Linked DNA regions of Mus musculus: regions 1, 3 and 4 are each linked to region 2. Evidence: chromatin contacts called from public HiChIP or PLAC-seq and promoter capture Hi-C data. All regions are on one chromosome and are shown on one strand. The core of a region is the stretch at or near the end of the contact, and the rest is flanking DNA. Distances in the headings are between cores, read along the strand shown.

The links. Promoter capture Hi-C pulls out the DNA fragments that hold promoters and counts their contacts. HiChIP or PLAC-seq counts read pairs in DNA pulled down with a chosen protein or histone mark.
Region 1: an HNF4G HiChIP or PLAC-seq map of pancreatic cancer cells shows a contact between it and region 2. The contact joins the promoter of Eppk1 here to the promoter of Mafa in region 2. A contact is called at or near these places in 1 of 484 Hi-C or Micro-C datasets (the G1E-ER4 cell line) and 1 of 115 datasets of contacts at active chromatin or transcription factors (pancreatic cancer cells).
Region 3: a contact with region 2 is called in a promoter capture Hi-C map of the 3T3-L1 cell line, with 2.9 times the contacts expected there. The contact joins the promoter of Ly6f here to the promoter of Mafa in region 2.
Region 4: an H3K27ac HiChIP or PLAC-seq map of embryonic stem cells shows a contact between it and region 2, with 2.1 times the contacts expected there. The contact joins the promoter of Nrbp2 here to the promoter of Mafa in region 2. A contact is called at or near these places in 1 of 39 promoter capture datasets (second pharyngeal arch cranial neural crest), 2 of 484 Hi-C or Micro-C datasets (both in embryonic stem cells) and 3 of 115 datasets of contacts at active chromatin or transcription factors (embryonic stem cells and pancreatic cancer cells).

Annotation. Positions count from the first base shown.
Region 1 is chr15:76,118,645-76,121,573 of GRCm38.p6, reverse strand. Eppk1 (epiplakin 1) reads left to right here and starts at 1,379. Exons shown (of 3, transcript NM_144848.2): 1 at 1,379-2,465. It overlaps BC024139 (cDNA sequence BC024139), which reads left to right. Exons shown (of 16, transcript NM_001142968.1): 11 at 48-150; 12 at 411-704; 13 at 891-1,115; 14 at 1,236-1,320; 15 at 1,438-1,571; 16 at 1,745-2,057. The coding sequence ends at 1,828. Gm52196 (a long non-coding RNA gene) reads right to left here. Exons shown (of 3, transcript XR_003951574.1): 2 at 2,878-2,929; 3 at 2,426-2,797.
Region 2 is chr15:75,747,020-75,750,237 of GRCm38.p6, reverse strand. It overlaps Mafa (v-maf musculoaponeurotic fibrosarcoma oncogene family, protein A (avian)), which reads left to right and starts at 1,917. Exons shown (of 1, transcript NM_194350.2): 1 at 1,917-3,218. The coding sequence starts at 2,316.
Region 3 is chr15:75,266,811-75,269,844 of GRCm38.p6, reverse strand. It overlaps Ly6f (lymphocyte antigen 6 complex, locus F), which reads right to left and starts at 1,424. Exons shown (of 4, transcript NM_008530.2): 1 at 1,365-1,424; 2 at 1,046-1,143; 3 at 1-65. The coding sequence starts at 1,115.
Region 4 is chr15:76,090,382-76,093,566 of GRCm38.p6, reverse strand. It overlaps Nrbp2 (nuclear receptor binding protein 2), which reads left to right and starts at 1,877. Exons shown (of 18, transcript NM_001358359.1): 1 at 1,877-2,196; 2 at 2,637-2,759; 3 at 2,828-2,929; 4 at 3,025-3,114. The coding sequence starts at 2,074. It overlaps Gm41349 (a long non-coding RNA gene), which reads right to left and starts at 2,862. Exons shown (of 4, transcript XR_003951571.1): 1 at 2,511-2,862; 2 at 1,521-2,233.

The sequences.
Region 1 (2,929 bases), core at 130-2,629, 370 kb before region 2:
TCACACTGGCCCTCTACCCTGCTCATGGCTGTTCATCTCTTCTCCAGGATACACACCCTGGAAGGGGTGCTGCTGCTTGTGGGCCACCTTGTAGAGAAGTTGGTCTTGTGCCCCCATAGACTGAGCCAAGCGGAACCCTTGGGGATCAAGGTGGGACCAGTGGCCAGAGGCTCTGGCCTGTACTGTAACTGTGTAGCAATCCAGGGTTAGCCTATTGATACTGGACACATCTGTCCTTGAGCCACACCCTCTGTAAGACCATTTGGAGGTGCTGGAAGGCCTAAAGTGCTGGGCAGAACTTCTAAGAGGCTCTGGGGGATGAGGACGTTGGCTCAAGAGAGGTGGTGAAGTGGTGGGCAATTTTGGCATGGGGTCCTCCAAGTTCCCTAACATTTCCCCCTAATGCATAGGTGGTACAAGCCCACAGCTTGTTAGAGGAGATGCCTCCGGCCCTCACCCCAAAGTACTGGACTCGAGCCCCAAGGGAGATACTGGCTTTGATGAGTCTTGACCAGGAGCCGCCTGGGGATCTGGCGAGTAGAGCTAAGGCTTGCCTCCTGGGGAAGATTCCAAAAGAACTGAGCTGGAGGCCATGGTGGTCAGAGGTCATGGAGAACTGGAGTCTTAGGAAGCCAGAGCATAGCAAGAGGAGCGAGGACAAAAGGGACCAGTGGGAACGGCTGGAACAGGGCCACCAGGTACAGGTAAGGGCAGATAGATCCATAGATCTGGGCACATGAAAAGGACTTGGTCTTACCTCCCAGCAAGGAGCCAACATACACCAGGGTCTTGTAAAGACACTATCTGTATTGACTTGGTCATAAAATAAAGTGGTCTGGGGTGTGCTTTGTACCCGAAGCCACAGGCAGCATTGAAACATTTCCCAGTAGGATCCTGCAGATAGCTTCCTGTCAACTGAGGAGCAGGACAGCGTGGGACAAGGCTGGCCTAGCTATAACTGGGGGAGACGTGGGCCTCTCCACAAGGTCTCCATCACATTCAAGCCAGGGCTCTCCAGTGGCCAGAAACAGCCCAATAGCGTGGTCAGAGCAAGAAACCCAGAAGGGTCAAGTGCATCAGGGGCCAGAGGCAGGCCCAAGGTCCAGGGAGCCTTGGTAAGCAGGTGTGAGTGTGGGCCTGTAACGGTGGGGAGGACAGAGCCCCAGGAACTGCCCCAACCCCTGTATTGAAGGCTTGGTGTCATAACCCCACTCCCCCCACCTCTGGCTCCATAGGCAGCTCGAGGAGCCATGATGGTTCGTGTTGGAGGTGGTTGGGCAGCTTTGGATGAATTTCTGGTCAAAAATGACCCAGTCAGAGGTGAGAGCTGGGGTAGGACAGGACATGTAAGTCATCAGGGTGTGGTGGTGGTGGTGGTGGATGGGCAGGAGAGGTGTGCCATCTGCTTTGGCCTAGCGACATGGGATCTCTGAGCAGCAAAGGGGAGAACCAGCCAGAAGATCCACGAAAGGTTCCTGTGCTGGACTCCTAGTGTGCCAGCCCCTGAGGTCATCACCCTGAGGCTCTGGACCTCCAACCAAATGGGCACTAACAGACCCCTGTCTCTGAAGGTGAGAGCTGGGATGGGCTTCAGAGCTAGGTCCTCCTGATGCTAGGTCCTCCTGATGCTAGGTTCTCCTGATGCTGGGTCCTTCAGATGGACTGAGGAACTTATTTGAGCCCCAGGGGGGTGGGAAATGTCAGGGAGCTGAATGGTGAGATGAAGCCTGGCCACCCCTTGCAGACAGGGCTGCCAATTGTCAAAGACCGCAGAGACTCCAGCTCCTACAAGGTCAAAACCTCAGAGCAGTCCACTGAGGAGCTGTGAAGACTCCAAGATCCAGAAGATAGGGACAGGAAACCGTGGCAGAGCATGCTCAGGGACTGAGCAGGAGCTTGGAGCACACAGAGTGGGGTTGGGTCTCTCACCAGGCTGGCCTCGAACTCAGAAATCTGCCTGCCTCTGCCTCCCAGGTGCTGGGATTAAAGGCGTGCACCGCCACTGTCCCGGCATGTCTCTCACTCTCAGCAATAAAGAGGAGTTTGGGGAACTGAAACTCTCTTTGGTGGGTCTTCATTTCCCTTGCAAACTTCATTCAAAAGCCACAGAGCCCATGTTGCTCTCCACTCCCAACCCAGAGCAGGCCCGCATTCTTTTTCAATGACTTGTAGTAGGGAGGGAGGGAGGGAGGGAGGAAAGGAGGGACTTTGCAACTCAACAGCCTCTCCCAGCTTGAGTTGCTCAGAGGTAGCCCTGCCCCATGCTTTAGTTTGTGTTCACCTGCCCACTCCACCTGTCCTGTGGGGTGCCCAACCTGGCTTTCAGCCCCGCCTACCGCCCTCAATGGGGAAGGGACTTGGGTCAACATAGGGAGGGGCCATGCCGATTTAAATGCTTGTGGCGCGGGGCTCCCGGCGTGGAGGGAGCGGAGAGACAGAGGACCGCGCCAGCCTTGTCACGACAGGTGAGGAAATGAGGGCAGTTTGGAGAACCGAAACTGAAAAGCTGTGGGAACCAGAGGCCAGCGGCCCCAGGCGGACTTAGTGAGGGGCTGCGGGACCGTTCTGGGCCCCATTTACCTGGGTCATCTGAGCTCAGATGGGAGGTGGGAGGCCCCTGAGTCTTGGGATCGTTCGGGAAACTGAGGACCCTGCCAGGCTGCTGTGCGGTCTCGCGAGGGTGTGGGTTGGTTTCTAGCAGATGTGTGGTGTGCTGTTTGGCCCTGCAGGTGCTGTAATCCTTGTCCATCTAGGGTGAGCAGCCATAGGGATATAGCCCTTGGGTGGTATCAAGATCCTTGGGAAGAAGAGGACGGGGTGGGGGGAGGGTCGGGGGGCAGGGCTGCGTCCCTACCCCCACTTGCTTATCATGCCAACCTTGGCACGAGGTCACTGACTCCTGGGGCCCTTCTTGATGCTGGTTTCAGTG
Region 2 (3,218 bases), core at 668-3,167:
CCTTTTTAGTAAGCCCAAGGCCACATGGGATGCTGTGCCCAGACATGTAGCTCATCCTTAAGTCCCAGAGCTTCTGGGGCTCAGGCTGAGTGTCCTAGTCTAATGCCTTTGCCAGGCTACAGGAGACATAGAGAACTGAAACACTGGCTCTCCTGGTGAGACCTCGTGCTCTAACTCAAAGGCTCCCCTTTGGCCACAGGTGGATCTGATATAGGTTACCTTGGACAAGGCCAGTTGCTTTTCACGGCCTCCTTTCCTCATCCGTAGAATGGGCATGATTACACTGATGGCTGTGGCTACCACCTCAGCACTGTAGAGTCCCAAAGATAGACATTCCAATGGCTCCCCGAAGTCTCCTTTGGAACAGGCTGAGGGGAGAGTTTTGTAGGGGTTTCCTCATGCTTTTTTTGTTTGTTTGTTTGTTTCTGAAGACCAAGCCTGCACAGATGAATATGAAGGTGAGGAGTGTCTGGACACTGAGGGAAGGAGCTGGGAGCTATTTGCTCCTAGCTGCCAGGCATCCCCTGTGAAATAGCAGGCACCTGTAGAGGGAGTAGGCAAAGCCCTTGGCACCATGACATCCTGGATAGGTATCCTGTGAATACCCTTTCAAACTTTTTCCACCTTGTGCACAAATGGTTTATATTTAAGAATCGATTGATTGATTGATTGATTGATTGACTGATTGATTGATTTTTAGTTTTTCGAGGCAAGATTTCTCTGTGCAGACTTGGCTGTCCTGGGACTTGCTCTGTAGACCAGGCTGGCCTTGAACTCCCAGAAATCTTCCTGTCTTGGGAGAGCTGGGGCTAAAGGCCTGCACCACCATTGCCCGTCTATTATTTTTAATAGTCAACGGCATATAAGATTATAGATAACAGAGAGGAGAAAACCGCACTCTGGGTCACATCCAGCTGTTGTTCGTGAATGCACGCCCTTTCTATCTTCGGTTGGGATCTGGAATTCTGGAGGAGGGAGGGGAGGGGAGGGTGTCACAGAACTCACATCTTGTCACCCACCCTCCCTGTTGTCCTTGTGGCTTTCTTTTGCTCGGAAGCGGCCTCCTACTAGGTGTGTAGAGACATTCAGCAAGTGTGACGGTGGCAATCTGCTTGCCACTTGTCACTCCAACTTGCCCCCACCCAGCAAGGCTCCTCCAAACCGCCCTGGTGGGCAGCTGGGTCTGAGATTCCTTGTGGGCATTTCTGCAGGCGTCCAGACCCATCAGCCCCATGAATTCAATTCAGAGAAATGGGTTCTCTACGCAGGGAGTACCCGAGACCTGCTCCTCTAGCCCCGTGGTGGCCACAGGCGTCTGTCCCACTCCACCTACCACAACGCTCAGAGGCCTGCGGTTCCACCGTGCATCCCGCCGCCCGAGGTGCCAGCAACTTTGTTGACTGAATTCCTGAACCCATCCCAACCACAGGATAAAAATAGCTGGCGCTCCCGGGCAGCTCGGGAGTCACCGGTGTCAGGATAGTTAGAGGTCCCCATTCTGGAGACTCCAGGCCACTTGGGCCTGGTGCGGGACACAGCCAGCTAGACCACCTAATGGATCTGAGACACCGAAGGAGTACCCTGGACGAGGGCCTCCTCAGCTTCCCTGCACTCTCTGGCTTTACGATCCTGGAACCTCAGAATCTGCCACTTGGTCTCGCGCCCTCTGCTGTGCAGTCCCATGCGGCGGCCACCAGGGGGCCCTGCCCACTCCTCTTGCCGACGGCCCTTCCCCACCCCTTCCCACAGCTGTTTCCCGCAGGAGATTGACAGCTGGGCTCCGGGTTGCCATGGGGATAGGCAAATGAGGGCGGCAGGTCTGGGGCTCCGATTGGCCCGGGGGCGTCGGCCCCCACCTGGGGAGGCGGGCCCAGAAGCGCGTCTCTATAAAGGCTTGTGCGGCTCTGCGCCGGGCCGAGGGAGGCGGGGCCGGCCGGCAGCGCGGGTGGGGCGCGGGGCGGGGCCGGGCGGGAGAGCCCGGAGCGCGGCTGAGCCCGGGGCGCGGCCTCTGCACCCTCCAGGCCAGGACCGCGGAGGAACAGAAGGAGGAGGAGGGCAGGATTGGGGGCCCTGCGCCCGCTCGTAGCGGGCCGGGGGGCCACCCGAGAGGCCTGGCCGGCGGCGTCCCCTGAGCACAGCCCAGAGTTGACAGCAGGAAACTTTTGCTGCTGCGCCCTTCGGCGGCGCGACCAGAGCCTGAGCCCACCGCGGCCCGGGGGGGAGCTAGGGGGAGAGAGGCCCGCGGCTCCCCCCACGCTCCCCCGCCGCCCGTCGGGGCGCGGCCGGGCGCGGCGGCGGGGCTGGGGCCCCGGGCGATGGCCGCGGAGCTGGCGATGGGCGCAGAGCTGCCCAGCAGCCCACTGGCCATCGAGTACGTCAACGACTTCGACCTGATGAAGTTCGAGGTGAAGAAGGAGCCGCCCGAGGCCGAGCGCTTCTGCCACCGCCTGCCGCCCGGCTCGCTGTCCTCGACGCCCCTCAGCACGCCCTGCTCCTCGGTGCCCTCTTCGCCCAGCTTCTGCGCACCCAGCCCGGGCACAGGCGGCGGCGCGGGCGGCGGGGGCAGCGCGGCTCAGGCCGGGGGCGCCCCGGGGCCGCCGAGTGGAGGCCCCGGCACTGTCGGGGGCGCCTCAGGAAAAGCGGTGCTGGAGGATCTGTACTGGATGAGCGGGTACCAGCACCACCTGAACCCCGAGGCGCTCAACCTGACGCCGGAGGACGCGGTGGAGGCGCTCATCGGCAGCGGCCACCACGGCGCGCACCACGGCGCGCATCACCCGGCGGCTGCTGCGGCCTATGAGGCCTTCCGGGGTCAGAGCTTCGCGGGCGGCGGCGGCGCGGACGACATGGGTGCCGGCCACCACCACGGCGCACACCACACTGCCCACCATCATCACTCTGCCCACCATCACCATCACCACCATCACCACCACGGAGGCTCTGGCCACCACGGCGGAGGCGCGGGTCACGGCGGAGGCGGCGCAGGCCACCACGTGCGCTTGGAGGAGCGCTTCTCCGACGACCAGCTGGTATCCATGTCCGTGCGGGAGCTGAACCGGCAGCTCCGCGGCTTCAGCAAGGAGGAGGTCATCCGACTGAAACAGAAGCGGCGCACGCTCAAGAACCGCGGCTACGCGCAGTCGTGCCGCTTCAAGCGGGTGCAGCAGCGGCACATTCTGGAGAGCGAGAAGTGCCAGCTCCAGAGCCAGGTGGAGCAG
Region 3 (3,034 bases), core at 175-2,674, 480 kb after region 2:
GGTAATTGATTTGCAGGCAATTCCAAGTGAAACTCCCAGGCAGTTATAGCACTCCAGCCCCTGAGCTGAGAAAAAAGCCAATATATGAGGGCTAGTTCATGCCCTTCCTAGAACAGAACCCTTCTCTCCAATGTCTTTACTTCCACACAGCTGCTGGGTGCTAGGACAGAGCAAGGATATTACTGCCCAGTCACCTCTGCCAAAAGCAAAAGTGAACCATGACCCTCCATTGTTCAAGTATGCTCGGCCCTGCTGCCTCAGCTAGCCAAACCCACAGCAGAGACCTGCACCCCAAGGGGAATTAGAGGGGCAATCACCATATTGGGAAAACAAAGATACAAAATGTCTGCTCAAGAAATGAGTGGGTGTGTAATAGGTAGTGGGGCCATCAGATAGGGAAGGCTTTTCTGACCTGTCCCACCCTACACCTGCAGAGCTGGCCCCTGTATATTGAAGCATGACAAAGCACTGAATGTCCCAGAGTCCAGCTCAAAGGTCAGACTCACCATGAGGTTTCCTGCAATACACATGTAACTAGAAGTATAGGGGTATCTGAAAGCTCAGACTTCTTAGAATAGAGATGTTCTAGCATTTGGGCCTCGTGTGGCATGTGCTGGGCATAAGGAAAAGTAAAATGCCAAGATTTGAGGATTCCAAACCCTTGGCTTGGCCTTCAGGCCAGAAAAAGAAGCCTCTACCAGTTTGTGTGCACCCAGGCCAGAGGCCTGCTTGGTAGACCAGGGCAGCAGGGTTAGAGTCTAAAGGACAGGCTGCTCTGGTGGTCAGGGTTTGTGGCACAGGTAGTAACATTGAAACGTCTTTCTGGTATGTAGTGATGGTTGCAAGGCAGGCGCTGGCAGGGTTACAGACCCAGTAAAGCACACAACACATGAGGCTTCACCCATCACAAGCCGATTCCCAATCCCCTGACACCAGCACACCTTGGGCACTGAGCACACAATGGAGGTGCAGGTGTAACCACAACCCTGAGGCAGTTTGCCATCTCCATTTTACCCTCCTGGCCATCTCTCATTTTCCACCTCACCTCTTTCTGCACACAATAGGACCACAAGAAGGATGAGTACACAGGACTTTGTAGTGTGACAACTGTCCATCCTTGGAGAAGGGCTGCACAGATCAAACCTTGGAAGTTGAAGCCAGTTATTAGATCATCATTCACATCCCTGGGCTCTCACAGGGCTCAAGCATCCACTCTTCCCACCCTCCAACACTCCCCCCCCCCCCAGCTTTCCCCAAGGAATACATGTCTGCCTATTTCTCTCATCCACCACCCACCCAGCTTTTCCTTCCTAATCTCACACTCCCAACCCCAGCCCTATCCTGAGGGCTCTTCCCTTTGTCACCTAGCAGCTCCCTCCTGACACCAGTCCTTACTTCCTCTCTGACCAGGTTGCAGGCACAGTGGTAAGATCTGTCAGATGTGCACTGAAGTAAGTACTTTAATTTCCTTTAGCTCCTCCCAGCTGACATCCTGAAGAGGGAGGGGTTTCTATACTTACTTCCTCCAGGCCAACATGTTTATTGGTTAAGATTTAGCAAGGTTTGTTGGTGATCTGGTCAGCAAGATTTATAGCTGTTGAGGAGGGAGGACCACTCAGTTGGGGAGAGACAATGGTGCTGTAGGAATAAGAGAGCAGAGATGGAGGGGCCACAGTTGGCTTGTGCTTGCCCTCAGAAAGCAAAGGAAAGAGGCAACTTGCTCAGCCTTTTCCTAGTTTTTTTGTTTGTTTGTTTCCCTTCATCTTTTGTTTTTGTTTTTGTTTTTCGAGGCATATTTGCTCTGTGTAACTTTGGCTGTCCGGGGGACTTGCTCTGTATACCAGGCTGGCTACAACCAATACTTTCAAAGGCAAGTGCTGTAGCTTGTGTTTTTTGCCACCACCACCAGACTTTTTCTTGTTTCAAATTAGAGGGTATGAGTTGCAGTGGCTCAGAGCCCAGGGCCCTCCTTTTTATAAGCAGGCAAACAACTGACAAATACCTGGCGACTGGCTCTACAGGGTCTTATATTCAAAAAGTGCAAGTCCTGAGCAAAGAATTTACTGACAACTGGGATGGAAGTTACTAAGCAGTGTCTGATATGTTTGGGTGATATAAGGGGCTGCAGGTGCTATTAGCATCTGGTAGCTAGAGTCAAGGCAGTTCTTTTCATGGCACAAGGCTTTTTTTTGCAGAGGGTGGATGACCCCAGTGTCCCTGCTGCCCAGAAGCCACCATGAAGAAGCCACATGCTATTTCTTCCTCCTCCAGTTTGTATGTGCCCTGTCTCCTCACCTATGAGGTCCTAGTCCAATGTGTCCCAAAAAGGACATAAGTTTCCTTGGCCTTTATGTCACTACCATGTGGCATGGTATTGTAATAACTCAAACCTTACTAATTAGCCAAATATTGATGGCATCTGTGGCCCAGCCTTGGGATGAGCAGCAGGGCCTCCACAGCAAGCCAGAGTCTGAGTTTCCTAACCTAGTGGAGCTGAGAGCACAGTAAGTAGCCCATGTAAGTGTCTACAAGGCACTGATACAGGTTAGAGTAGGAAGGCTAGGCACCGAATGAGACCTGAGCTGGAAATCATCCTGAGATGATGCCACAGTAAATGAACAGGTATGCTCAGAGGACAATGAGTCAGAAAATGGACCACAGCATCAGTGAAGGTGAGCACATCCACTTAAGCAGGCAAGGCTGCAAAGGGAAGGAAGCCAGAGGCTCAGAGAACATCAAGCAGATTCTCCTGATGTAAACCACAGGGCAGACCAAAGTATCTCAGTCTTTCTAGCATCTCTAGTTGGTTCTACATGTATATCCAACTCCAGTGTCAAAGTTCTAGGTTATGCAGGATGATTAATCGAAAGAAAGAGAGACTCTGTAGGCTGAAGTCAGAATTCTCAAGGAGCAGTGGGGAATCAACCTTTCCAGGACTAAAAACCAAACCCAAAGACTGATCAAAGCCTTTGTGCCAACCTCAGGAATTCATGACACAATGGTTCTGTTAATATTCTGTTACACTCCAGGGCCT
Region 4 (3,185 bases), core at 628-3,127, 340 kb before region 2:
CTTTGGACCACCTACTAAGCCTTCATGCATCCTTCTCCCACGCATCCATCACACCATTGATGAGGGCGTGGCATGTGATGAACATTACCCTTGGCACCAAGAGCAGACACCCTGCCCTTATAGATCCACATTCCATCATGGACAGATGAAACAGACCAACACAGGCAGGTCCAGCGCCAAATGTCATGGGAAAGTCTCGTGAGGCTAGGGAGGAGACAGGGTGTGCAAGCATGGAGCCTAGGGATGTCTTGTCGGAGAGATGACACCTGAGTCAACACCTGAAGGACGTGGCCTCAACGGGTGACAGAAGATGCATTCTATGTATAAGTCACAGTCAGCACAAAGAGGGATGGATGGGCCTGTCAAGTGCAGCAAACAGTCAGGAGGGCAGGTTTGACCTCCACAAAGGCTGCTTAGAGAAACCAGCTGTAGCAAACGTCTTGTGGAATGGAACCTAGGGGACGTCTGTGTGAGCATCCAGTTACCCTGTCCCCTACAGTTCTTAGACAGCATGTGCTACTGCCAGCTGTGATCTGTGCGTGCCACTAGCCTTGGTGTTGTGCATTGTTTTTAAGGTTTATTTTATGTGTATGTGATAATGAGTGCCTACATGTATGTGCGTTTGGTACCCATCAAGACCAGAAGAGGGCAGCAGATCCCCTGGAAGTGGAGTAACAGGTAATTGTGAACTTGTGTGAGTGCTGGGAATTGAACTTGGGTCTTCTGCAAGAGCAGAAGTACTCTTAACCAACGAGCCCTCAATGTCACATTTTTAAAAAACGGGTTCTATCTGTAGTGCCTGCCCCCCCCCCAAGAGGCTCTGCTAACACTGTGGTACAAGGCTCTTCATCATTTGTGTTCTTAGTGCAGACTCTCCAGTGTGGCTAGGGTCCTAGTTAAACAGACACAAATAGGTAGATCCAAGGACATGGGAATTGTCTTCCAAGCATTGGCCCTGTTCTGACTTCTAGGGCCAGTAGAGGGTTAACCCCTCCTGATCTGCTAAACTAGCTAACCCTTCTCAGGATAGGTAGAAGTCCACAGCAAGCTGCAGCATTCTGAGCGGGCTATGACAGAAGTCAGGAGCAGAGTGGGGGGCAGAGCTGGTCAGGGGTCAGATGATGTTTAAATCAGAGGACAGCCAGGGTCTCTATATAGAAAGGGGAGGTGCCGGTGGGTAGAAGGGCAGAGGTAGGACTGAGGGCAGTTGAGGGGTGGATAGAGGTTTTCGGGGGGTGGGGGAGTCTGCTGGATGTGACAAGTGAGAAATGCTCCCTCTTCGTGGTTCCATTGCTTCAAGGGAGCCCATAGTGGAACGGAGAGCGTCACATTTGGGGAGAAAAGAGAAACTCGCCATTATGAAAAGTGGGTTTGCACGGAATTCTGGTCCAGGAAGAGACAGGCAGTCAGGATTTAAAGAGTATCCCATCAGTCTCTGCTGCGGTGCATCTTTAGTGATGCGTTCCTTGGCTACCTGAGGAGGGAACTGGTCCCATTTCTGAGACCATATGGTTTCTTACCACTGAAGTGCCTGCCCCCAGATGCCCTTGACCCTTGATGCCCCATTCAGACTCTCTACATCGGGCCGAGTTCAGGACACTTGTCATGGGAGCAGGATCGGGATGCGGTGCTGGAAGAACTGGCTTCAAGAGTTGGGCAAAAGTGGTTCCCGAAGAGGCCAGGCACAGTCTGCTGGGAGAACCACAGCTGCCTGGGAAACCTTGGAGAGGCCTCCGCAGGAATGGGTGGTGCCTTTGAGGGGCGCGTCTCTTTGAGGCGGAGCTTTGGGGGAAGCAGGAGTGGTCTGGGAGGACGAGGCGTGCCTGGGGCGGGGTTCTGCCGCCCTGGATCGAGCTACAGTCCAGCACCGGCCTGCAGAGGCGGCTCCGGAGGGGCGGGGCGGCTCCTCCCTCGGGTCCGCTGCGAGCCCGCGCCTCCCAATTCCCGGAGCCGAGGAGGGCTCGCGGCGGCCGCTCCGCTGGGCTCCAGGTTGGGCTGCTGGGCGCTGGGCCAGGGCGGGCGGGAGCGGGGCGAGGGCTTGCGCGGAGGGCGGCGGCCTGGGCTCGCCGAGCCATGGCGGCCCCGGAGCCGGCGCCGAGGAGAGGCCGGGAGCGCGAGCGGGAGGACGAGAGCGAGGACGAGAGCGACATCCTGGAGGAGAGCCCGTGTGGCCGCTGGCAGAAGCGGCGGGAGCAGGTGGGCACGGGTGCGGGTGACGCCGCCGTCCCGTAGCCTAAGGATAGAAGCCATGGGATCCGTGGGGCCGAGCCAGTATGAGGGTCTCCCCGGACGCCCTGGCCTCTGGAGGCCCTCGGATCCCTTTGGCCCCAAGCCCTGGTGAGAAACCCCCATTCCTTGAACACCGGTGTCATACTGGGACCACCTCCACGTGCCTCTTGGATCCCTACTACCGCTCTGGGGATCTCCCCAACCTCTAAAACCTGCGTACCTTCTGGCCCAGCCCCTGGACACCACCCTTCTCCCCCTGGGTTCTTGATTCCCAGCCTTACCTCCTCAGCCCTCCCACTGAGCTGGGCAAGGCTAGCAGCACATTCACGGCTGGGGGAAGGTTGTGGCGGAGACCACGTCCACACCCTGGGTCTATTCGTATCAGGACACACATTCTTCCCACCTAGGTGAACCAAGGGAACATGCCCGGGATCCAGAGCACCTTTCTGGCCATGGACACGGAGGAGGGTGTAGAAGTGGTGTGGAACGAACTTCACTTCGGGGATAGGAAGGCCTTTGCGGCCCATGAGGTGAGGCCTGTCTATACCCGCTTTGCCCCATACCGTTGATTGGCCCCACAACCATCCTCTTTCCCCAGGAGAAGATCCAGACCATGTTTGAGCAGCTGGCGCTGGTGGACCATCCCAACATCGTCAAGCTGCACAAGTATTGGCTGGACGCCTCTGAGGCCCGCGCGAGGGTGAGCTAGGGGCGGGTGAAGGGCGGAGTGAAGCCACAGGCTGGGTGGGGCAGCATGGAGACCCACCCGCAACGGCGGAGCCCGCCTGCCCGCAGGTCATCTTCATCACAGAATACGTGTCGTCTGGCAGCCTCAAGCAGTTCCTCAAAAAGACCAAGAAGAACCACAAGGCCATGAACGCCCGGGTATGGGGAGTGGGCTGGGGACTGGAGGGAGTCCAGCAGAACTTAGGGACAGTAGTGGGGCGGGGGACTCC